Regions from separate parts of the Macaca mulatta genome. Here region 1 is linked to region 2. Evidence: chromatin contacts called from public Hi-C data. All regions are on one chromosome and are shown on one strand. Each heading gives the region's core, a stretch centred on a gene start, on an enhancer-like site or on the middle of the called end of the contact. The rest is flanking DNA. Distances are from core to core; before and after follow the strand shown. Region 1 holds the start of DMAC1 (distal membrane arm assembly component 1). Region 2 holds the start of PTPRD (protein tyrosine phosphatase receptor type D).

Evidence for each region. A called contact is a pair of places that touch in the nucleus more often than the background predicts.
Region 1: a Hi-C map of fetal cortical plate shows a contact between it and region 2, with 2.8 times the contacts expected there. The contact joins the promoter of DMAC1 here to the promoter of PTPRD in region 2. A contact is called at or near these places in 2 of 14 Hi-C or Micro-C datasets (fetal cortex germinal zone and fetal cortical plate).

What each region holds. Positions count from the first base shown.
Region 1 is chr15:91,530,828-91,536,768 of T2T-MMU8v2.0, forward strand. DMAC1 (distal membrane arm assembly component 1) reads left to right here and starts at 2,936. Exons shown (of 2, transcript XM_028835173.2): 1 at 2,936-3,184; 2 at 4,097-4,365. The coding sequence starts at 2,994. The coding sequence ends at 4,274.
Region 2 is chr15:90,454,493-90,460,812 of T2T-MMU8v2.0, forward strand. PTPRD (protein tyrosine phosphatase receptor type D) reads left to right here and starts at 4,888. Exons shown (of 28, transcript XM_077966664.1): 1 at 4,888-5,136. It overlaps LOC716712, which reads right to left. Exons shown (of 3, transcript XM_077966418.1): 2 at 4,890-5,381; 3 at 513-1,954. The coding sequence ends at 1,951.

The DNA of each region.
Region 1 (5,941 bases), core at 1,686-4,185, 1.1 Mb after region 2:
GACCATGGCCTCTAAGTATTCAAGTGAAAGGAAGAGTCAACCTTATCTCAATTTAAGTCAAAATGTAGAAATGATTATTACTGAGGAAGGCATGTCGAAAGCTGGGATAGGCTGGAATGTAGGCCAAACAGCCAAGTTGTAAATGCAAAGGAAAAGGAAGTTAAAAGTGCTACTCTAGTGAACACACCAATGATTAGAAAGTAAAACAGTCATATTGCTGATATGGAAAAAGTTTCAGTCATCTGGATAGAGGATCAAATCAGCCACAACATTCCCTTAAGTCAAAGCCTAATCCAGAGCAAGACCCCAACTCTCCTTACTTCTACCAAGGCTGAGGGAGGTGAGAAAGCTGCAGAAGAAAAGTTGGAAGTTAGCGGAGGTTGGTTCATGTGGTTTAAAAAAAAAATAAGCTGCCTTCATAACATAAAATTGCAAGGTGAAGCAGCAAGTGCTGATGTAAAAGCTGCAGCAAGTTATCAAAGAAACCTAACTTAGATCATTGATAACAGATAATCAGTATAGATGAGGCAGCATTCTATTAATAAAAGATGCCATTTCATAACTAGAGAGGACAAGTCAATGCTTGGCTTCACCCTTCAAATCTGACTTTCTTGTTAGAATCTAATATAGCTGATGACTTTAAATTGAAGCCAATCCTCATTTATCTTTCTGGAAATCCCAGCACTCTTAAGAATTATGCTAAGTATACTCTGCCTGTGTTTTGTAATTCGAACAACAAAGCCTGATGACAGCACATCCATATACAGCATGGTTTACTGAATATTTTAAGTTCATTGTTGAGACTTCTTGCTCAGAAAAAAGATTCCTTTCAAAATATTACTGCTCATTGACAATGTACCTAGTTACTCAAGAGTTGTAATGGAAAAGTACAAAGAGATTAACGTTTTCATAACTGCTAACACAACATCCATTCTGCAGCCTATAGATCAAGAAGTAATGTTGACTTTCAAGTTTTACTATTTAAGAAATACATTTTGTAAGGCTATAGCAGCCATAGATAATGATTTCTCTGACGAATCTGGTTAAAGTAAATTGAAAACCTTCTGAGAAAGATTCAACATTCTGATGTCACTAAGAATATTTGTGACTCATGGGAGGAGGACAAAATATCTCTAACTGGATATTGGAAGAAATTGATTCCAATCTTTATGAACAACTAAGAAGGGTTCAAGATTTTAGATGAGGGAAGTAACTGCATATGTGGTGGAAATAGCAAGAGAACTAGAATTCGAAGTGGAGCCTGATGATGTGACTGAATTGCCACAATCTCATGATAAAACTTGAACAGATGAGGGGTTACTTCCTGTGGATGAACAAAGTGGTTTTTGAGATGGAATCTACTCCTGGTGAAGATGCTATGAACATTGTCAAAATGTTGGATAAAGGGCTCCAATTTTGAAAGACGTTAAATGGTGGTTATTAAAATGCTATAAAACGTCATTGCATGTTGCAAAAAAATCTTTCGTAAAAGGAAAAGTCAATTCTTGCAGAAGAATCGGGCGCGGTGGCTCATGCCTGTAATCCCAGCACTTTGGGAGGCGGAAGCTGGTGGATCACGAGGTCAGGAAATCCAGACGATCCTGGCTAACATGGTGAAACCCCGTCTCTACTAAATATACAAAAAAATTAGCCGGGCGTGGTGGTGGGAACCTGTAGTCCCAGCTACTCGGGAGGCTGAGGCAGGAGAACGGTGTGAACCTGGGAGGCGGAGATTGCAGAGAGCCGAGATTCCGCCACTGCACTCCAGCCTGGGCGACAGAGCGAGACTCCGTCTCAAAAAAAAAAAAAAAAAAAAAAAAAAAAAAAAAAAAATTCTTGCAGAAAATGTCATTATTGTCTTATTTTAAGAAATTGGCACAGTCACCCCAACCTTCAGCAACCACTACCTTGATCAATCAGCAGGCATCAACATCGATGCCAGACCCTCCACCAGCAAAAAGATTAGAAGTGGCCGGGCGCGGTGGTTCATGCCTGTAATCCCAGCACTTTGAGAGGCCAAGGCAGGTGGATCACCTGAGGTCAGGAGTTTGAGAACAGCCTGGCCAACATGGTGAAAACCCATCTCTACTAAAAATACAAAAAATTAGCCAGGTGTGGTGGCAGGCATCTGTAATCCAAGCTACTAAGGAGGCTGAGGCAAGAGAATCACTTGAACCCGGGAGGCAAAAGTTGCAGTGAGCCAAGATCCACCATTGCATTCCAGCCTGGGCAACAAGAGCAAAACTCCACCTCAAAAAAAAAAAAAAAAAAAAAAAAAAACAGATTAGTACTTACTGAAGGCTAAGGTAATCGTTAGCATTTTTTTGGCAAGATTTTTTTTTTAAATTAAGAGATATACACAGTTTTTTAGACACAATGCTATTGCACATTTAATAGACTACAGTATAAAAAACTTTTATATACACCAAGAAACCAAAAAAAAAAAAAAATTGCATGACTTGCTTTATTATTTGCTGTATTGTGGTGGTCTAGAACCAAACCTGCAATATTTCTATGGTATGTCTGTATCTAGCACATGATTGTGCACATATAAAACCCAACTCCTTGATTCACAGGCCTCTGGATAGGAGATATGACATGCCCACGGTCTGGCAGTTCATGTAAGGCAAGAAACTTAGCGACCCAGACTTCTCCTCTAAGGAGATTGAAAGGTGATGCATTTAGTGAGTAGCGATTACAGAATTTCTAAAAGGGGGGGGGGCGGTGGGGAGACGGCGGGGAGGAGGGTTGGAATTGGCCTCCAGCGCATCCGAGGTTGTTGCTGCCAGAGAAATCCAGCAATAAAGGGCAGCATTCTTTCACCTTTTCCCCCTCTGAGGCGGAGGGGAACTTCATTTCCCAGCAGCCCTCAGGCTTCCTCCTCGCACGGCGCAAGCGTCCCGGCGTTCTGCTTTCCGGCGCTCTGCTTTCCGGTGCATCGTTTACGTCGGTTTGAACCAAAGACTCACAAGGTTGAGGCCGAGTTCCAGAACATGGGGTTTCAGGTGTCCAAGCCTTTGGAGTTCTCCAAGATCGCTGCGTCTCCCGATACCGCCGCCGTGCCCGCCAAGCCTGCGCCCCCAGCTACACCCGGAGCGCCGACCTCCCCAGCAGAACACAACTGGTTGAAGACTTGCTGGAGCTGTCGAGTGCTTTCTGGGTTGGGGCTGATGGGGGCGGGCGGGTACGTCTACTGGGAGGCACGGAAACCCATGAAGATGGGATATCCCCCGGGTCCATGGACAATTACGAAGATGGTCATCGGCATCAGTGAGCATCAGGGCACAGCACTTGGGCGGGTTGGGTATCTGTGGGGTAGAGGAAGGAAAGGGAGCAGCCACGTGGGCGGGGAGGCGGGGTGCTGGCGCTGGTCAGGTGGTGGGGGCACCTCAAACAAGGTGAGAGAAGAAGTTGTTGGAACGCCTTTCTTTCTTTTTTTTTTTTTTTTTTAATTTTAAATCAGTATTTCTTGAGAACGCTTATTAGGCTCAGTCCTTTTAATTCTCAGAATAGCTGTTAGAAGTAGGTATGATTATAGTATTCTCATTTTACTATGGAGCAAACCAAGGCAACGAGGAGTATTGTGTTCATGGTCGGGAAATGACAGTCACTTGATCCCAGGTATATCAGATCTCAAAGCCCATACTTTTTCTCCAGGTCCTGGAGAAAGCCTGAGCGAGGGCACTTGACCTTAATTTAAGAAATTTGCCTTGAATCCCAGATCTTTAGACGTGGGTTCTAAGCTCACCTACTTGGTACACCTGGGTAATGTCGCCCACAACCCCTTTCTGTGATCGTCAAGATGTCATCAGTAAAACGTCATGATCTTTTTAGCTTTCAAACCGATTGTCAGTGGATAGAATTTGAGGTTTCTGTGTTACCTTCTTGATTCTGTATAGGTAAATTCTCCTACAAGATGTTCTTTTTTTTCCTGATTTTTTTTTTTCTTTTTCTGTGCTTCACTTGCCTATAAGAAAGATACAATGGTAATATTTCCTCCAGAAGTGTTGTGAGGGTTAAATAAGATGGCGTGTATGTGAAACACTTGGTAAATTAAAATGCAACATAAAGGTATGGTATTGTTGTTTTTTTCTAGGCATTGCCACCTGGGGTATCGTTGTCATGGCACACCCCAAAGGGAGGGCCTACCACCAGTGAATCTGTCTTCTGTCCCTGTCCCCATGACACACAGAGCAGGCATGGAGTTTAATGGATGTTCTGGACAGACACTTGTCCATGGACAGACATCACTACTGTGGATACTACAGGACTGAAAAGACAATCATATGTTGTCATTCTCTGGCTGTAGAGTGTTAGTGACCTTCACAGGTTTCACAGGAACCAATAAATCCTTAAAGAAGTAAACAGGTTCTTTGTCTTATCTGGGGAAGGAAAGTATAATTTATATTTAATTGTTTAAGCATTATATATATAATAGTATGTCATATAATTGCATATCATATATAATAAAGATAAATATGTTTAGTTTTATAGTTAATATAATTTTTAAAACTTTTGAATAGAGCAAATGATAAACTCATGGGAAAATTAGCTATTTTACTTCACTATTTTAAAGAGTTCTTTTTCTTTCTTTCATAATTGGATCAACAACTGTTATCACCCTAACCATGGGTAGGCATCATGCAAGATATAGAAGTACGTGAAACTTTCTGTGTATGAACTGCTCGTACTTTGCAAGGCATTTTCAAGTCCATCACCTTATGAGAGCTTCACAGCCAGTCTGAGGTAGTTACTTCATTGGAGGTAAACCTTAAAACACAAGAAAGAGCCCACATGATTTGCCTAGGATCATTCAGTAAGTTGGTGATGGAGCTAGAACTTGGTCTTGTCAGTTTTTTGTTCTAGTCTTCCCTTTCATGGAGGCAAGAATAACCATTATGAAACAGATAATCATAAAAATCAGCATACAATAAAAGACTTAAATGTCACAAGAAAAATTCAAAACCTTTAGCTAAAAAAAAAAAAAAAAAATTGATTCCTTTTCCACAAGCACTAGATATGTTTCTGCAGTGATTTTGAGATAAGTACTCAAAATTACATAGTTCATTTCTAAGAAAAGACCATGTTTCCTACCTATTGGGTTTTTCTACCCTGAGATACTATGGCTTCTTTGTAAAGGTATATGAAGTGTTTTTCAAAGCGGAAAGATACTGTTAAATTCAGCTGCTAATCATAGTCTATGTGTTTGGAATGACATGTTGAGCAAGTAGTACCTTTAAGGCTGTTGCTTTTTGCAGTATTACATGGAAGTGCCTAAGTCTGTTTAGCCTCACAAATGACTTTAGAATCTTGTGTTTTCTACATCAGAGTTCATGGTGGGGATGGTGCTATATATATACCTATGCAATTTAGAAGGAAAACATTTCAAACCTAAAGTAGGCAACGAGATATTATTTATATGAAATCCACAATTCAGTTATGCAGTGTTCATGAATATAGAAGTTTTAAGTTGGAAGGGACCATAGATGACCCAAAGCAGATCACCTATGGTCATTCATATACCTAAAATACCTACAAAGAGAAGTTGTTCTCTGGTTTAAAAGGCAGTCTGTTCTATTGATGGACTGCTTTAGTCTGAACATTTTCTTAGGTTAAGCCAAAAACACAAAAACCTAACTTGGTCTTGGCTTGATCTACTGGGTAAACAGTAACTCTTAAACATATATACAGTTGACCCTTGAACAACACAGGAGTTAAGAGCGCTGAACATTTGCTTAGTGGAAAATCTGCATATAACTTGACTCCCCAAAAACTTAATTAGTAGTTAGTCTACCATTGACTGGAAGCCTTACCGATACCATAAAGCAGTTGATTAACACATATTTGTTGTGCTGTATGTATTATATACTCTATTCTTATAAGAAGGTAAGCTAGAGAAAAGAAAATGTTATTAAGGAAGTAATATATTCAGTATTCATTA
Region 2 (6,320 bases), core at 3,638-6,137:
AAGAGATGCTGCCTTGAAGAAAAGGAAAGTACATTTTTTTCACATGGGAAAAGAAAGCATAAATGATTGCACAGCATGTCTCAAAATCTTTAGCTGCCTCCTTGTATATGGGAAGCCCACCTGTTTGTAAAGAACCTTTGAGTAGTAGAATTGTAACAGGTGATTTCAATCATCAACTAGTTCTGAGTTTGAGCTTTCAAATCTGCAGAATGGGAGTAATAACACCTAAGCATGCAATGTTACTGGTAGAATCCATAGAACTACATGGGTGAAAAAATTTAGCATGGCACCTGAATTATTATCTTTTCTTCTTTATAATTGAATTTGAATGATAGGGTTGTGTGACTGCTTTATTTTTTATTTTTGAGAGAGTCTGGCTCTGTTGCCCAGGCTGGAGTGCAGTGGTGTGATCTCAGCTCACTGCAACCTCCACCTCCTGGGTTCAAGCAATTCTCCTGCCTCAGCCTCCTGAGTAGCTGGGATGACAGGCATGTGCCACCACGCCCAGATAATTTTTGTATTTTTAGTAAAGATGGGGTTTCACCATGTTGGCCAGGATGGTCTCGAACTCCTGACTTCAGGTGATCTGCCTGTCTTGGCCTCCCAAAGTGCTAGGATTACAGGCGTGAGCCACAGCACCTGGCCATTTATCTTTCTTATGTGCCAGTTCTGTGTTTGGCCAAAGCAAGCTACTGAGAAATGCTGTATAACTTAAATTTGAAAAACACTCTCTGAAATAAAAATAGTAATACTTGTAGAAGTGAATATTTAAGTTATTTGAGGACTAAAACTATTAATTATTGTTTCATTTATGTATTTAGTAGTAAGTTAATAAAGTATGTTAGACATAAGCTAACACCTATAGGAAAGGGTCTCAGATATTAGTTTTAGTGTTTTATGAAATTTCTCACTACCTTCAGAACACGTCACTTGAATCCATGCTGTGTTTCTCCATTTAGCTGCATTTAATAAAAACCACGGTAGTCCTCACAAAGAAAATATGATTAGCAACAATTTATTCCATACCTTGGTTAATAATTTATCATCACTATACAAGTGAAAATATTGGATTTGAAGTCAAACAGATCTAGGTTCAAAATTCTAGCTTGGCCACTCACTATGTCAGCTTGGCCAAATGACTTATCCTCTCTTGTCCTGTTTCCTCACTTACATAATGGGGCTAATAATACTTAACTGGCAAGGCAGTTAAGATTGGAAATGAGGCAGTGACTTTCAAACTTTTAATCACTAGCCACATGATCAAAAAGGAAGTTTTGCAAAAAAAAAAAAAAAAAACAAAAACAAAAAAACAAAAAAACTTAGTACATATAATGTACTCTGTGTTTTTTTCCTACTTTTCTTTCATTTCAGAAGTTGTTTATGACCCACTAGATTTGCAACCCACACAAGGTCATGATGTGCCTTTTCAAAAACGGGTGAACTATATAACATGCTTCGCACGATGCTTAGTACATAATACAAGTGTAACAACTGATTACTATTATTGTCATCATGATTATTTTTAGTCTCCTGTTAGGATGCCTCATGATAAATGAGAATAAATCTTCCAAGTACTTCTAGGAACTAACTCCTTTGGATGGGGTCCAAAACAGACTCATACTCATCGTATGCTGAATTATGCACTAGAGGGGGGTGTGCTATAGCAAAGCTCCTGTGTGCTATTTATCACAGAATGTTAGAGCTGGAAGGGAACTAAGAAAATGTCTTGTCCTATTGCTTCATTTTTCCTTCATGTAAGTATTTGGAGTTTTTAAATATTCTATATGTATTGCTCACTGATAAGTTGGAAAACTGGCTTCTTTGATCCAGAATGTGGAGGTGATGAACAGTTGGTGGGATGGAGGGCACTGGATCATGATATCTGAGTTCTTGTCCTGCTTCTGGCACCAAATAGTTGGATGATTTTAAATTCTCAGGGTCTTCGTTTCTTTACCTGCAAAAATGAGGTAATTTCAACAAAAGATTAGCCTGCTTCTGATGTTCTTTGACTTAAAATTTCCAAATGGCAAACCAGTCCAGAAGTTTAATAGATGCTGCAGCATTAGGACACTCTTTTGTTGTAAATCTGCTCTGAATATATTAACACGTGTGTAGCAGGCTGCAGTCTCACTTCCATTACTGCTCAGATGAGCAGAGAAACTTTGGCTTCTCTATTTGCTGTACCTCCCGTTCTTCAGCAGCACCACCCTGAATAATTCTCAGTCTCATTTGTATAATAATAACTCAGACTCTGCAGTCACCTTAACCCATCCCTACTTCTTTCTCTAAGATGTTTGGTTGCAGTAGGGACAAGAACATCTAGGACTTCACAGTGTCAGAAAAGTTGCGCTTATGCCATTTACTTGTACTGTCCTCTGCATATCCCCTGATTTCTGGGTCCCTTTTCTACTTGCTTGTTGCTCTCCTTGGTAACAATCATCACTGAGTTTTCGAGCTAGTTTAAATCGCTACCAGTGGTGTAAGATGATATTTCCTCAACTATGTTCCCAGATAGCAGTCAGATTTACCAGCTGGGTTCTTCTTAAATGAGGTCAGATCCGCAGGCAGAGGGATACATTTCTTTCCCACAAAAGTAACAGCAAAGGAATATTAGGGGTTTTAAAACTTTCTGTTTCTCTAACATGCAACTTTGGATGATGAAAGTGGGATTGCCAGTTTATGGGGGCGCATGTGGCAATGAGAAAGCCAAGTTGGAGTTTACATCTTGGGTGGAATCACCTGTGGGGAGGCTGAGATTTCTGGATCCATCCTTAGGTCACAGGGGGCAGGTGTCCATCATCCCTGCACAGCTTTTCAGCTGCTGTGAAATCAGAATGATTGGAGGGTAAACCTAGCTTGGAGGCTTGCACAGGAATTGATTTCTTCCTGATTTTCACTATGACGCTAACCATAAAAAAACAAAAACAAAAAACCAAGAGACAATCATGCCAGGATGCTCCTCCCCCACCCCCAAATTGCTAGAAAACTGAACTTCGTTTAGCGAGATTCTTTTCAAAAATATGTGACTTATTTTTGGAGTACATAGGGGGCAGAGGATTACTGACCAATCCTTTGGTGGCTTTCAACAGCACAGCATGCAGATGGTGGAAATAAATGGGCAGCTTGAGAAAACAGTCAGGATGCTGGATCATTAAGTCAAATCTAAGGGGGTCTGTTTACATTTGCTCTTTCAAAGACAGCCTGGAGTCTGCAGGAATAAGTATTGTGTGTATGTGCTGGCCTGAACATAGAATGAGCAATCGAGGTGGCTGGTGAGCTCTAGCTTTACTTTATTTAACCGTTCTGACCAAGTTTCTAATAAATTTTGATGGGCCAACTGCCAATGGTGGCTTCCAGCTGCTGACTTTTTCCACATGTTGGAGATCCTGTGAGTAGCGAAGAAGGTTAAAATCCATCTCTTAGCTAACAACACACACAGTGCACCTTAGTCACCTTGGGTTGTGTGGATGAGGAGTGCATAGCCCAACAACTGGGTGCTTGTCTAGGGAAGAGGGTGTTATAGTGTCCTTCAGAGAAGCTGAGGAGCACTGCATTTCCAACATCATAAAAGCAAGTGGCACGATAGCAAAACAAGTTATCACACTAAGATTTTGGTTCAATACTTCCCTGCCTTCCTCGTTGCCTTCAAAGTGGATCCTACAAGAATCCCCGAAGGAGGCTGCCAAGGTGAACTGGGGCGGACACAAACTGTGTTTCATTAAAGCACGTTCCTTATATTATTATCACTGCTGTGAAGAGGGCGCGACCAGCATTTTTTCCTCCTTTGCGCTGGGACGCAGAGCAGGAAGCGCCCGGGTGTGCATCTCTTAGGAGATGAGTGAATCTGTTGGAGAGGGTCTTTTCTGGCCTGGTGGATGAATGCTGGGGAGTGACGTCACCCCGCCCCCTCCTCTGGTGTGTGTGTGTGTGTGTGTGTGTTTGTGTTGCCTCCTTCACCCACCACTCCTGCCTGCCCCTCCTTCATCCAGCTCTCTGGCCCTTTCAGTGGGTCAGTGGTCCAGATTCAGGGATTCGCCAGCAGGCGCAGCGGGCCCAGCTCTCCCCGCGTCCGGGCGCACCCACACTCACACTCACGCGCAGGCAACGCGCACACACAATCCCCCAGCGCTGGAGCACAGCAATACCGTGGGATCCCCAGCACGTTACGAGGATTTTAGAAATCACCCAGACAAGGAAACAAAGAGAGAAGCCTTTCCAATTACTTTCCTGGGCTTTTTTGTTTAATTTCCCCCACCAAACCACCTCGTCTGCAGCCGTAACTACCAGGTTCACGCCAGGTCCAAAGACTGGGCTGGGCTGGGCTGGCCACCCCACCTCCCGGCCCTTGACTCCGTTCGGGCCCTTTCCCAGGCGTCGCCTCGCACCCCTCTCCCCCCACGAGCCTCAGTTTCTGGTTACCTCGCGTGCGCTTCACTTTTGGGGGGAAGAAGAGAAGAAGGGGAGGGAGGCACCGAGGGGGGCAGCCGAGTTGCTATTTGTGGCCAAAGAATCCGCTTTAAAAGAAGAGGCAGCAGGAAGGAGGAAACAGGAGAGGCGGAGGGAGGAGAGGAGACGCGGCCCCGGACCCCCCAGCCGCGAGCGGCGGAGCATCGAGGAGCGGGAGGAGGAGGAAAAGGAGGAGGAGGAGGGAGAGGAGACAAACGGCGGCGGCGGCGGCGGCGGCAGCGGCAGCGAGAGAAACGGGCGCCGGGCGAGCAGGAGGAGCGAGAGGAGGAGAAACCGCCGCGGAAGCCGCGGGCTCAGAAGGGCCAAGAGGACGGCCCGAGAAGAGGAGGAGGAGGCGGAGGAGGAGGAAAAGGGGGTAGGGGTGGAGGGAGGGCGGGGGGACGCGCTCCCTTGGATGCTGGATTTCGGGTTTTTGGACTCACTCGCTGACTCTCTTCCACTTCCTCGCTCTGGACTGGGCTGGCCGCACGAGGGCTGGGCGGCGGCGGCGACCAGAGGGGCTTCCGCGGCAGCGGCCGCTGCTCCGCGGGATTAAATTGGCCGCCCGGAGGCGGCGGCGCGGGCCGGCGCCGGCTGCGCGGCCGTGGCAGGGCGCGAAGGCGCTGGAGGAAAGTGCTGGTGGCGGCGCGGGAGGCGGTGGCGGCTGCTGCCCAGAGCCAACATGACCAGGTAAGTCCCTGGAACTGACCCCGTGCGCCCCGCTGTGTTCTCCCCTCTGGCTGCTCGGGAATCGCCCTGCGCGCAGCTCCGGCTGCCGGCGCCTCCCCGGCCAGAGCGACACGCTCCCGCTTCCGCGAGCCCGGCGCCCGGGCAGCGGAGCGCACAGTTTGCTCCTCTGAACCTCCTCGGGCAGAGGTCCTCCCCTGCAGGGTTCACTTCTCGCCTGAAACCTTAGACCCGGGAGAGAGGCGACTCTAGAGAATGGGGGTGTCCGGGTATGTGTATTTGTGCGACCCCCGCTTTCTCCTCCTAGGGTGGGCGTAGTATTGGGGGGGAATGGTGGAGCAGTGGGGCAATGCACCCTTACCCGGGGATCCTGCCACCGCCTTTTTTAAAGGCAGGGATTACTGTTTTAAGGAGGGCTGATTACGGTGAGGGAGCGATTTCTTTTTCTTTCTTTCCTCTGAACTAGTGGGGAGAAAGAGAAATAACAGGAATCAAAGTCTACGCAGCTGCCATAGAGGAGGGGGATTGTTTGGGAGACCTTTCCGTGGCAGAATCAAAGCTCGTAGTTCAGCTGCGGGAATCTGGTGCACTTAACACACACATTCATTCCGTAGGGAAGGGGACGCATCATTTGTAATGAAGAGGCAAAGTTGTAGGAAACAATTTAAAAAGAAAGCCACGAACAAACCAAAGATTCTTTGCTTTCCTATAGATTTATTGTAGCTTTTATGTAGGTGTGTAGAAAACTTGCATTGCTTCTCTGGACGTTGAATTTCATTTAAAAACACAAACATGTGAAGTCAGTTTTTAAGTCTTATGCTTAAAATCTCGAACACCAAGTGTGAGCTTGGCTTTCACTAATTGGGTGTTTCAGAATTCCAGATAGTAGTTCCATTCTCCAAAACCAGGACTATCACAATCCACTTGTATTGTTTCCAGTTCGCCTCCCAGTACGCTACTTGCCAAATGTCTCTTGTTTTCTAAAATTCTCAGAGTAATCCCCCAGCCTCATCTACAGTTTGCACCTTAAGTATCTAGGAAGATTCCTGAGGGATCGTTCTCCTTGTATTTCCTATTAAAGTTATATATATATATACACATGTATTTACATGCCCAAAGACACAGTGCCAGTGACTTAACAGAGTGTAGCTAACACACTTTGAACCTCTGAAAGGCTAGTAACTGCT